Regions from separate parts of the Mus musculus genome. Here region 2 is linked to region 1. Evidence: chromatin contacts called from public HiCAR-type data. All regions are on one chromosome and are shown on one strand. Each heading gives the region's core, a stretch centred on a gene start, on an enhancer-like site or on the middle of the called end of the contact. The rest is flanking DNA. Distances are from core to core; before and after follow the strand shown.

Evidence for each region. HiCAR-type assays count read pairs that join an accessible place to other places.
Region 2: a contact with region 1 is called in a HiCAR-type map of fibro-adipogenic progenitors, with 8 times the contacts expected there. The contact joins two enhancer-like sites. A contact is called at or near these places in 1 of 39 promoter capture datasets (hippocampal neurons), 3 of 15 datasets of contacts at CTCF or cohesin (the NIH/3T3 cell line, embryonic stem cells and large pre-B cells), 28 of 484 Hi-C or Micro-C datasets (the 3T3-L1 cell line, the HL-1 cell line, adipose-derived mesenchymal stem cells and 17 more) and 8 of 115 datasets of contacts at active chromatin or transcription factors (the 230-238 cell line, astrocytes, bone marrow-derived dendritic cells and 5 more).

What each region holds. Positions count from the first base shown.
Region 1 is chr7:89,442,759-89,448,817 of GRCm38.p6, forward strand. No RefSeq gene overlaps it. Among named protein-coding and RNA genes, the nearest start is that of AI314278, 19 kb to the left of the region's middle. Within about 2 kb of position 2,548, at least 48 of the 459 cell types and tissues checked have an H3K27ac peak or open chromatin away from gene starts, as enhancers often do. A contact at or near this core is called in the HL-1 cell line and fibro-adipogenic progenitors, where this site is marked.
Region 2 is chr7:89,846,862-89,852,920 of GRCm38.p6, forward strand. It overlaps Me3 (malic enzyme 3, NADP(+)-dependent, mitochondrial), which reads left to right. Exons shown (of 14, transcript NM_181407.4): 10 at 1,063-1,168; 11 at 1,747-1,889; 12 at 2,733-2,906; 13 at 3,472-3,570; 14 at 4,875-6,059. The coding sequence ends at 5,036. Among named protein-coding and RNA genes, the nearest start is that of Ccdc81, 54 kb to the right of the region's middle. Within about 2 kb of position 3,765, at least 24 of the 459 cell types and tissues checked have an H3K27ac peak or open chromatin away from gene starts, as enhancers often do. A contact at or near this core is called in the HL-1 cell line and fibro-adipogenic progenitors, where this site is marked.

The sequences.
Region 1 (6,059 bases), core at 1,298-3,797:
ATGGATTAATAAGTTATGATATCAATTTTCAGCTAATGAGTACCTTGTTTGTTCAAATTCCAACTCTGCCACTTTAGTAATGTGAGTTCAAGCACATATCTTTATTTCTGTTTCTTTCTGTTTGTTTTGTTATTTTTGTCATCTAAAGGGAAAATGATAACAATACTACAAGATAAAGTTGCTGTCTGTATGGCATCATTGAGTCCATATAAAGCTTACAGCGATGCCCTGAGGAATACAGTACATGGTTGGTACTGCTACCATTGTTATCACCTCTGCCAGGAACCTGTATCTCAGGATGATTAAGCTCAGAGTCACACCACGAGCAAATGAAAACTTGGGATTCAAATCTACTGGATGTAGTGAAATTATATCTTTTGAAATAAGAAAAATTACTGATATACTACTGAAATTTTCTGCCATAGCCTTTTTGCCAATTGCTTACTTTAAATCTGTGAAGGCATAATTAATTAGGTGGCTCTGCTTTAAAGGACAGCCACATAAGTATGTGACCAGAACTAGTTTTGTGTGCTGGTGCTCCTTAACTTGTAGTGGAGTTATGGCCTGGGAAACTTATTATAAAGCAAAAACTGTAAGTCAGAAATATGTTTAATGCAGTAACTACTGATCAGCACTGTTCAGAGTTGTGACGGCACGGCTGGGTGGGAGCTATGGTAGATGGCAATGATTTGATCACGATAGAACAGCACACCACATGAAGCTAGCCTGGAGAAAGATCAAACTTGCAGAGCAAGAGTACAGCTTTCACTGGTTATGTATTGCTTTCAAACCACTACAAAGATTTTAAAGAAACGGAAATCAACTGACTTAGGTGAAGAACCATCTGTAACAATTTCATTTGAAAATCACGTGGCACATGATTATGAGATGTGTGTGTGTGGAAAACGGTGAAAAGGGTTGAAGGCACCTGTAGATGCAGAATGATATGGACCCCACCACACCTTCCCTCCACTTTTAAACATTCTCCAATCTGCCATTCATTGCTCCCGCAAAGGTCAGCAGTGATATTCTGACTGAGAGCTCCTTGGACTTCAGCTTACCCAGTTAATTGAAGCTCCCAGCTCCCAGCATTCCTTCGTGACTCTGTTCTGTCACTGTACCCACTCTTCCTGGCACTCTGGATCTTTTTAGTCATTGATTTATTCTATAGTCTCTGCTTCTTCCCCGGGTTCAACTCCTACTTCTGTTTGTCTTCTCACACTTTGTTGTAGTGGTTTGGGTGAAAATGGCTCCCATACTTAGTCTCCAGTTGGTGGAACTGTCTGGGAAGCATTCGGAAGTACAGCCTTGATTGAGGAGGTGTGTCACTGAGTGCAGGCTTTGAGGTTTTAAAAACCCATTTCCTTCCCAGTGTCTCTCCTGCTGCCTCATTTTTGTGAATAAGGATATAAGCTTTCAGCTGCTGTTCTAGTACTATGTCTGATTGCCTGCTGCCATGCTCTCTGCCATGACGATCATGAACTCTAACCCTCTGGAAACCTGAGCCCCAAATTGGGTGCTTTCTTTTATACGTTGCCTTGGTCATGGTATTTTGTTATGGCAATTGAAAGGTAACTAAGACATCTGTTTTGTAGAAAATTTCTTCCAATTAAAATAGTCCAATATTAAAATATTGGAAGAAACATGGTGGCTCATTGGGATTTAAAAAGGAAATAAAACTTCCATGTCTCAGAAATCTCCTGAAGCTTACAAGATTCAAAAGGCCCTTTGAAGTAGGAGGTTCTTTGGGACTTAGTAACTTATGTCAAATGATGGTTTGCTGAGGCACACAGGAGAAAGGATGTCTTGCTAAAGCAGGCACATGAAAGAGTGTTTTCCTGAAGCAGACACAGGTGAGAGGATGTTTTGATATAGTAAACATGTGAAAGGACCTTCGATGCAAGCATATAAATATGACTCCATAGACCGTGGGAGACGAGCACCAAGCATTGGTTTGGCTGTTTTCTGCCTCGTTATTCTTTGCTAATGGCGTACATGTGTTGGTTTGTCTTACATAGCGTTGTTGAGCTGAACTTGTGGTACTGCTGCCATTGAGAGAAACCTGCCCAAGAATTGCTCTTGAGGTTCCTGCGGCAGCTTGCTGTTGTCTGCAGCCTTGCCTCAGGCCAGTGGGCGAGCACTGTAGTTTCTTCACCATTGAACTACAGCTGCTGGTTTGTGCCTGGTAGCTGCCTGCCTAGAGAACTGATGTGCAGCTTGCCGAGTTGTATTTGGTGTTTGCTATGGGACTTAACTGATGTTAAAGAAGTTCAAGTTCACCCCCAAAGAACTATTGCTGAACAAGAGTCCACTTCCCCCGTATCCTAATAACTTTTCTCTCTCACTATCTTAGCTGGGTGGTGGGCTAGAGGAGAGGTTGAACCCTTATTAAAAGTATATTGCAAAAAAATATGTCAATAGCTCTTTCCAAAGGTTACACAAGAAGTCACAACAATTTCTGTGGAAAGAAGTCTCTCAAACAGGCCTTCCAGTTGCTCAGGAAACTATGGAAGAGGCTGTTTGAGGTATTACCACACTGTTGGCTTTCGGGCAGTGCAGCAGCGTATGAGTCACCCATGTTTTGTATGTAACCCCACCCACACTTACTATTTCATTTACTTAAGACTTGTGGGGAACTATTTCTTTGTTCTGTTGTTGCTTCACTACGCAGAGGGCAGGATGTGACCGTCCATGTCTCTTCAGGAAAAGTCACAACATTCACTTCCTCCTGTGAAAATGACATCCCAAATCATTACCTTGCCTCTCAATCTATATCCAGGGGTTCTTGACATTTCAGTTCGGGCTCAGTTTTCAGCCATTTACTGGAGTGTTGGAAAGTAGGGGTCTGAGTCTCCCAATGCAAACTTCCCTTTTAATCAAATTCCTGGAGTCTCAAAGATGCAGGTTTCGCTGCACTGTTGTTGAAGATGCTTAAAGATGTTAAAGATGCTTCTTGCCTCCGGTCTCATTTTGAAATCCCGTGCAACACTTTCTAAGATATCCATTTTTGAAAATCTGGATGTCACTACTAGAGCAAAACAGTTTCAATACAGGATGACTACGACAGAAAACAATCTCTGTAACATATCACATTGTTGAAGACATAATTCAAAATTACTAAAAGGTGGAAAGGAAAGGTAGGTCAGTGGGTAAACACATTTGCTGCTAAGCCTGACAACCCTAATTTAACTGATGGAACACACATGGTGGAAGGAGAGAAGCAACTTCTACAAGTGTCCTCTGACTTTGACATGTATACAATGGCACTCATGCACTCACATACATAGGAATACATATACACAAATAAATGGAAAAGTATACCAATCTTTAATTACTACAAAATAATACAAACATGTAAATCATACTTTATAGGGAATGCAATACACAGAGACAACCATTTAGATGAACTAGGTATTAGAATTAGCTAGTAATGATATTAAAATAGCTTATGATAGTTCTGTTCAAAGACTTGCGGGCAATATACCTACCTGCAAAAATGTAAGACTTAGGTTGGGATCTCTCACTGGAGAATAAATAATTTTGATCAAGGAGTGAATAAAAATGTGCAGATAAACAACTTATACAAAAGTAAAAAAAAAGTGATTAATGTACAACTGAAAATACAATATATGAAATAAAGCATTCTCTGGATAAATGGCATAGTAGCTGATAGGTGACACAAGGCACCTGAGAAGAGCTCAGTAGAAATCACTGATTTGTCCTGTTGACAGTGTCCTTGGCTTTAAAGAAGCTTTTCAGTTTCCTGAGGTCCCATTTATTAATTGTTGGTCTTAGTACCTGAGCTGTGGGTGTTCTGTTTAATAAGGTGTCTCCTGTGCATTCAAAGCTATTTCCCACTTTCTTTTTTTATTAGATTTAATGTATCTGATTTTATGTTGAGGTCTATAGAATGGGAATAGATCTTCACTAACCCTATATCCAACAGAGGGCTAATATCCAATATATATATACTCAAGAAGTTAGACACCAACAACCCAAATAATCCAATTAAGAAGCTAAACTGAGAATTCCCAACAAAGGCATCTCTAATGGCTGAGAAACACTTAAAGAAATGTTCGAAATCCTTAGTCTTCAGGAAAATGCAAATCCAAATGTCTCTGAGATTCCATCTTACACTGGTCAGGATGGCTAAGATCAAAAACTCCTTGTTGGCAGGATGTGGAGCAACGTGAACATTCTTCTTTTGCTGGTAGGAGTGCAAACTTGTACAAGCACTCTGGAAATCAAGTTGGCCGTTTATCAGAAGAATGGAAATAGTTCCACTTCAAGACCCAGCTATCCCAGTCCTGGGCATAAACCCAGAAGATGGTCCACCATACCACAAAGACACATGCACCACAATGTTCATAGGAGCTTTGTTCATAATAGCCAGAAACTGGAAACAACCCAGATTTCCATCAACTGAAGAATGAATAAAGAAAATGAAGTTCATTTGCACAAAAGAATACTGCTCTGCCATCAAAAACAAGAACACCATGAATTTTGCAGGCAAATGGATGGACCTAGAAATATCATCCTGAAATGTCTACCTCCTGTAGCCAGACAGGACTCCCAGGGGAGGGTAAAGGACACCAACCCACCTGCAAAGCCTTTTACCCAAAATGTGTCCTGTCACCAAAATGTTCAGAGATAAAGATTGAGCAGATATGGAGGGAATGACCCACCAATGACTGGCCCAACTTGAGACCCATCCCACGGACAAAAGGCAACCCCTGACACTATTGATACTCTTATGCTTGCAGACAGGAGCCTCTCATAACTGTCCTCTGAGAGCTCTCTACCCAACAGCCAGTGGAAACAAATGTAGAGACCCTCAGCCAAACATTAGATGGAGCTCCAGGAGTCTTGTAGAAGACTTGGGGGAAAGATTGAAGAACCTGAAAAGGATATGGACTCCAAAAGAAGACCAACAGAGTCAACTAACCTGGACCTTTGGGGGCTCCCAGAGACTGAACCACCAAACAAAGAGCAAGCATGGAGTGGACCTAGCTCCTCACTCCCCCCAAACACATGTAACAGAAGTGCAGCTTGGTCTTCATGGGGGTGTCCCTCAACAACTGGAGCAAGGGCTGTCCCTGAATCTCTTGCATGCCTGTGGATCCTGTTCCCCTAACTGCCTTGTATGGCCTCCATGAGAGAGGATGAACATAGTCCTGCAGTGACTTGATATGCCAACGTGGGGTGATACCCAGGGGTCCTCCCCCTTCTCAGAGGAGAAGGAGAGAAGGGATGGGGAGCTGTTGGGGGACCAGGAAGAAGAATGTAACCTGGATGCAGAATGAATAATTAATTAACGAAAGAAATTAATGATTTGCAGAATATAGAGAAGGAAGAGCAAAAAATTTAACAGAGTCTTAGCAACAGGGAAGACAATATACTAACATACATATAATTGTTAGTGAGTCAGAACGCCTGGCAGAAGAAATTGTGCTTAAAAACTTCCCAAATATAACAAAAGGCACTCTTGCAGAGTCATGCTTAGTGGATCTCTGAATGAACTAAGTACAAAATCAAGCACCCCAGTTCAGCAGCAAACAACAACAAAACCTGTGGTTGTTTATAATCTTGTGGTGAGAACTAGTATTTCTCCACTGGACACCACCCTCTTTCTTTGGAGATAGACATGAACAAATCACCTTAAGAGCAACATCTTTTCAACTGGTAGTGCAGAAGGCAAGTGACATTGTTGATATTGTTGGTTCTATGACAACACTTTTGAAATTCAAAAGCCAGTCCGAGGGGGCTGTGATGGAAGAGAACAGAGATGGACGTTCAGAATCATTACATATGTCCACTTCCTTTTCCTGCTTACCAGATCTTACCATATCATTGTCCCTATTGGTCACTTTCATTCTGCTGCATATTCAAATAACTTACTATTTTTACTTCATATTGCACAAGGAATACACAGGACATTTAGAAGACATCAGTGATCAATGCTTGTTTATTGAGCCTCTGTTTTGTGCTGGGAATCATACATAATAGAATAATAGAAGGAAGAGGAGCTGAGAAAATGTGTCAGAAAGAGGGCTCCATTA
Region 2 (6,059 bases), core at 2,515-5,014, 410 kb after region 1:
CAGCCTTTTCTCCTACCAGCACTTGCCTTGATAGTCTCAGCCGTACTGAATCATAGTCCTCCAAAAGACATATGCTCTCTCTCTTCCTCAACTTTGCACAGCCTGACCACTGTAAGGGATCTTTGGCCTAGAGATACATCTTCCTCCCTGCATCCCAGAGGATGGTCTCTGAGCAGGTTACCAGACACTGGTGACTCTTCCTACTCACTGGCTCATTTTCCCATCATTTTGTTCACGCTATTGAGCTGACTTCTAATCAACAAGTTGTAGGCTTGGCATCACTCTGGTACTCAGGAGGCCAGCTGGGGAAGTCAGAAATGATTGACTCATTACCAGAACTTGGGCTAGTTTGTCACTACCAGGCTTCTTGAAGAGATGCCATGACCAGCCTGTCCTAGACTCAGCTTACTGAGACTCACAGGAAGACTAGGGGATCCTACTAAATCTATTCTCACTAGCTCCCTGGCACTGGAAGTCTCAAGCCTCTGTCCTTCTGTGAACCTGTGGGCTCCACTTCTTGTAGTCAAGGGATTCAGCAAAGCTAAGGAATTTTCTAGGAGTCTTTCTATCCTCACCCAGGAAGCCATGACCTACAGCAGCTAAAAAGAAAAGATAACTTATCAGTTCTTCTTCTGTGCGGCTGGGGAGATGGCTCAGATGTTAAGAACACTTGTTTACTCTTTTAGGGAACCCAGATTTGATTTGGTTTGATTCCCAGCACACACACACACATGGTGGCTAACAACTTTTTGTAAGTTCAGTTACATAGAACCTGGTACTCTCTTATAGCCCCCCACGAACACTGCATCCACACGGAACACAAACATAAGCAGGCAAAAACAACTATGCAATTACAATACATATTTTTTAAAAAGAAATAGATTTCCTTAGGGTTCACTGTAGGTTCTACTGGGAAATCTGATCAAGGGTGCCTCACTATTCTACAGGCTCAGACCAAACCATGAGGCTCAGTCCAAAACACTGTCAGAATCCTACTGCATCAAGGACCTGCTCAGTAGACCTCCAACACTCTACCTACCCAACACCCTTCGTTCCCTACAGGGAAGAAGCCACCTAAACCATGAGAAGGAGATGTTTGCCCAAGACCACCCTGAAGTCAACTCCCTGGAGGAGGTAGTAAGGCTGGTGAAGCCCACAGCAATTATAGGTAGGAACAAGAAGAGGGGACCCTACTACCCAGCCCAGCTAACCCTCCTGACTTGCAGATGGAGTCTGAGGCTCAGTGAAACTACCTATAGAAGCACAGCTCTTTCCCCTCTTCTATGTCTGGTTCAATGCCGTAAACTTTTATTGAGTGACGTCTGTATACAAACTATAAAAATGAAGGACCGGAGTTGCAACTTGTTAACACAGAATGATATAATATGGTAGGGAAGGACAGTATTGCTCTCTAGCATGAAGGTGGGCTCTCCTTGCACTCCAAGACAGGGACCCTGGCACCTGTCTCTGTACTAGAGGAATACTCTGCTCTCAGCAACATTCAGGAGGGCCTTAAAGATCAGAGACCTAAAACAAACCAGTGGTCTCTGTGGAATGAGCAGGTCTTAGCTAACTCAAGCAACAGGATTCGTTTCCCTTCTGTTCCCTCAGCCCCGATAGCAGATTTTATTCCCAAGATTCCCAAGTCTGTCATGAGGTACCTACTTCCCTCCCCAGTGCCACATGAAGAGAAACGGGATATTTATACCCAGTAGGCCTTCCCTACTACCCCCCTTTTCCCTGTAGGTGTCGCTGCCATCGCAGGAGCCTTCACGGAGCAGATTCTGAGGGACATGGCTTCCTTCCATGAGCGCCCTATCGTCTTTGCCCTGAGCAACCCCACCAGCAAGGCTGAGTGCACAGCTGAGAAGTGCTACCGGGTCACCGAGGTCAGCGGGGAGTTCTTTCTCCCACCAGCTGAGAGAAAGTAGTAACAGTTACACCAGAAACCCTATATGGGTGACAGAGAGTGCCCCGTCATAGTAAGCAAGCTGAGGTTTAGAACGATGAAGAGAACACATGGAGGGACCCATGGCTCCGGCTGCATATTTAAGAGAGGATGGCCTTGTCTGGGATCACTGGGAGGGGAGGCCCTTGGTCCTGTGAAAGCTTGATGCCCCAGTGTGTGGGACTGCTGGGGGGGTGATGAGGTGGGAGCGGGTAGGTGGGTGGGGGAGCACCCTCATAGAAACAGGGGGGAAGGGGAGTGAGTTAGAGGAGTTTCGGAGGGGAAACCAGGAAGGGGGATAACATTTGAAGTGTAAATAAAATAACCAATAAAAAATTTATTTAAAAAAAAAAGAAAGATGAGTCAACTTTCCAAACATCATCAAACTAATAAAGAATAGAGCTACCTCTGAAACTTAGAATTAACTCCAAAACCAAAGCTCTCCCCATGATACTGTGCTTCTCAATGCTCCAAAGCTCTGGATAGAGCTTTATCCAGAACCATGCTTCTGTATTCTCTAGGCAACTGACCAGACTTGGCCCTTCCAAATGTTGGGGGGAAGGGTCACCATGACCACCACTGTCAGTAACTTAAAGGGAGGTGGGGCTTAGCTTTCTGGTCAGATAAGTAAATTGTTCTTAGAGTACTTACCAAGTTCTCACTACAGTTCTGAACACTTAAGGGAGAATGAAGCGGACCCCATATTTAAGAGACAAGAATAGACTACCATGACTACTCCAAACCTGTCTCCATGATCCAGCTCTTGTTTTCTTCCTGCCTCCAGGGCCGAGGAATCTTTGCCAGTGGAAGTCCTTTTAAGAGTGTGACTCTGGAAGATGGCAGGACATTCACTCCTGGTCAGGGAAACAATGCCTATGTGTTTCCTGGGGTAGCTCTGGGTGTCATCGCTGGTGGGATCCGGCACATCCCAGATGAAATCTTCCTCCTGACGGCAGAGGTACCACTGTCTTTTCTTCCTAGGGTGCTTCTAATCTAATAGGGTTGGTGGATCAACACCAGGTCTTTAAGCCTGGTGACCCCTGGATTCGTCCTCTCATCTCTTCTGCCCACTCACTGCCCCCCAACACTGGCATTAGAGAAGAAACAAGGCTGGAAAGGAAAACTCATAGAACCATGACCAGAGAAATGATTTTGTTTAGATGACCATTTAGAATATCAAGCGTGTCGGAGGAGACTAGAATCCAAGAAGTAAGGAACCCAGAGACCATTGTGTAACAGGCTGTGGCCAACCAGAGGACAAAAAGCTTTGTTTGCCGGTCACAACTACATCCTTCTTGGTCTTGGTGATTTTCTTTTAGAATTCAGGGAGTCCCGTGCTGCTTTGAACATCAGCCATATTTACTATAGACAGAATGAGTCTTTGTTTAAGCCTAGCATTAAGCTTCCTTATGTGGCACAGGTTGCAGTACCTGGGCAAGCTTTGGGATAAGGGGATGGATTTGTTCTGTGATGAAAAAAAAAAATCAACCTATCTCTCTCCCTTCCCCTCTCCCTCTCTCTAGCAAATTGCCCAAGAAGTCTCTGAGCAGCACCTGTCTCAGGGGAGACTCTACCCACCACTCAGCACCATCCGAGATGTGTCTCTGAGAATTGCAGTCAAAGTAAGGGGTATCCTACTTGTATCCCTCTGGCATGGGTAGTAAGGCTCCACCTATTCCTCTGACTTCAGGAGAGCTAAGGGGATGGCAGCCAGGGAAACATCCTGAGCTCCCTGAGCATCCCTGCATGCACACCAAAGACTGAGTGACAAACTCTTGCCTGCTCAACAGCCTGAGTCCCAAATACCCATTCAGGCCAATTCTAGGAAAGCACCCAGATTTCCTCCAAAACATCAGGAAAGGCCACCAGAGGCCATGGTCTTGTGAACCAGAACGTGGGTGGAATTTTTTTCTTAATGAATCATAGTCAGTCATTTATGAGAAAGGTCAGCTTGCATAGCCTCATGGCAAGGACTCGGGCTTTGGAGTCCTTACTCTGGCAATCAGCAGATATCTTTACTTCATTCCACTTCGGTTCTGAAGAGGTCAGAAGTTCCTCTCTCCTGGAGCTCTGGAGACTAAATGTTCCTGCTAAGCATGGCACATGTTTCTTTTCCCTCTTTCTCTCTTTAAGAGGTGAGGAGGTGATCAGGTTCACAGAATATTCCAGACTGTGAGATTATGCAAAAGCGATAGGTTTTCAAATACAGCACAATACAATAAAGACCAATTTCAAATAATAACTATCCAAGCTGGATAATGGATACGTATCATTCCCATTAGTGTATATGGCTTTTTCTGTTAGAATGACAAATAATTTCATAAACTGCACTGCTCAGCAATACATAGTTAGTTGACTATGTATTAAGTCAGCAGTACATGAGTTAGTTGTCCAGGGCAGGCACCCTTAAACCGCAGCTGTAAAGTCCAACAACTTAGTCCCAGTCCAGCTCAGCCACCACACTTCCTTCATTAAGGCTATTTGTTCATAAGAAAATCATCCAGTTCAACCTCTCAGCCAGCAAGGGAATGGCCTCTATTCACATCGCTCTAGGAAAGGGATATAATTACTCTGCTTACCGACTAGGACACTGAAGTACCCATGAAGCCTGACATGGCTGGAAACCCACAGGGAGTGGGAAGCAGGTGAGATAGGCTCAGCCTCTTTTAGCCTGGCCCAGGCATGAGGTATGAACCCTTTATCTCCGGAGCTCTGGAGAGGGAGACTACAAGCCTCTTGGGGGGGAAGTAAGTACTATCTAGAAAGAAAGTTCTAACCCTCCCCTTCCAGTGGTGTCGTAGGTCACAACTGAAGAGAAACACTGGTTCTTTAGGAGATACTCCTTAGCCCCTGGCTGCCAAGTAAGGAGCCTTTAAGACAGACTTACCCATAGATCTAGTTCCTCACCCGAACATATTTTTCCTAGGTCCTCGACTATGCATACAAACACAACTTGGCCTCCTACTATCCAGAGCCCAAGGACAAGGAGGCTTTTGTAAAATCTCTGATCTACACTCCAGACTATGACTCCTTCTCACTAGACACCTACAGCTGGCCTAAGGAAGCTATGAGTGTTCAGAAGGTCTGACGCAGTCTCCAGAGATGGTTTGGGCTGGATGAAGAAATACAATATAAACCGGTTCCAAAATGGCCAGTCTTGTCTCTGTGGTTATATTTGTCATTTGTCTTCCTTTGGGTTTGGGGGTAGATGCTAAGGCAAACAGCGATGATAGCTTTGTTCCTGAAGGCCCTGGAGACTCATTTTCCTATAACCTTTGTCTGAATTCCTTTCTGAATATCTCTTTTACTATTAATTGCTATCTACTAATCAAACCTTCTGGAAATTTCTGCCTAGAACCTCACCTTTGTAGAGGTAAAGGTCTAGATTGGACATGAGTCCTTTTTCATAAGAGAGAAAGTGTTATGTCCATGAAAAAAAAAAGTTAATATAGAAGACAGCATGCTCGGAGGAGAATGGACACTTCCTATAAAGACAAAAAGGAGAGCTGGCTTTGTACTTTGCCCCAAGAATAAAGGGTGGGTTAAGTCATAAACACTCAAGAAATGCAAGCAAAGCTACTTGCTAGAAAATGAGGTCCACTCCTCAGGAAGTTAATCCCTTTCAGAAGAATATATTACCTTCAAGACTCAGTAGGATGTGGGGGGCTGAGTGGCTAGACGTTCATCAAGAGGGCTCACTGCCCTTTGGGTTGTTGAGTACATTCTTTTTTGTCATCACTAAAAGTAGAGAAATAGGGGTGGGAAGGGTCAGCATGCCAAAGACTGAGGAAAAGGAGACGCAGTGAGAGTAAACACCGTGAGGAAGGTCAGCCCCGTTAGATTTAATGTCTAACAAAGACGTGATTTAATGTTCCGAGTTCTGGAACAGATTCTCCTTCCCATCCTTCACACTGGCATAACTGAGCAAGTCAAAGCAGTTTGCTTGTAGAGATGACGTCAGTCTGACCTTGGTGTTTTGGAGGCCAGTTTAGTGAAAACTTCTACCTCTCCCATGTTGAGAAGTACTCACACTCCAAGACAAACAGTAAAGAACAGCTTGGAGCCCCTGCTGTGACCCATCTCATTTCACTGTATAAGTCATGCTTAAGAC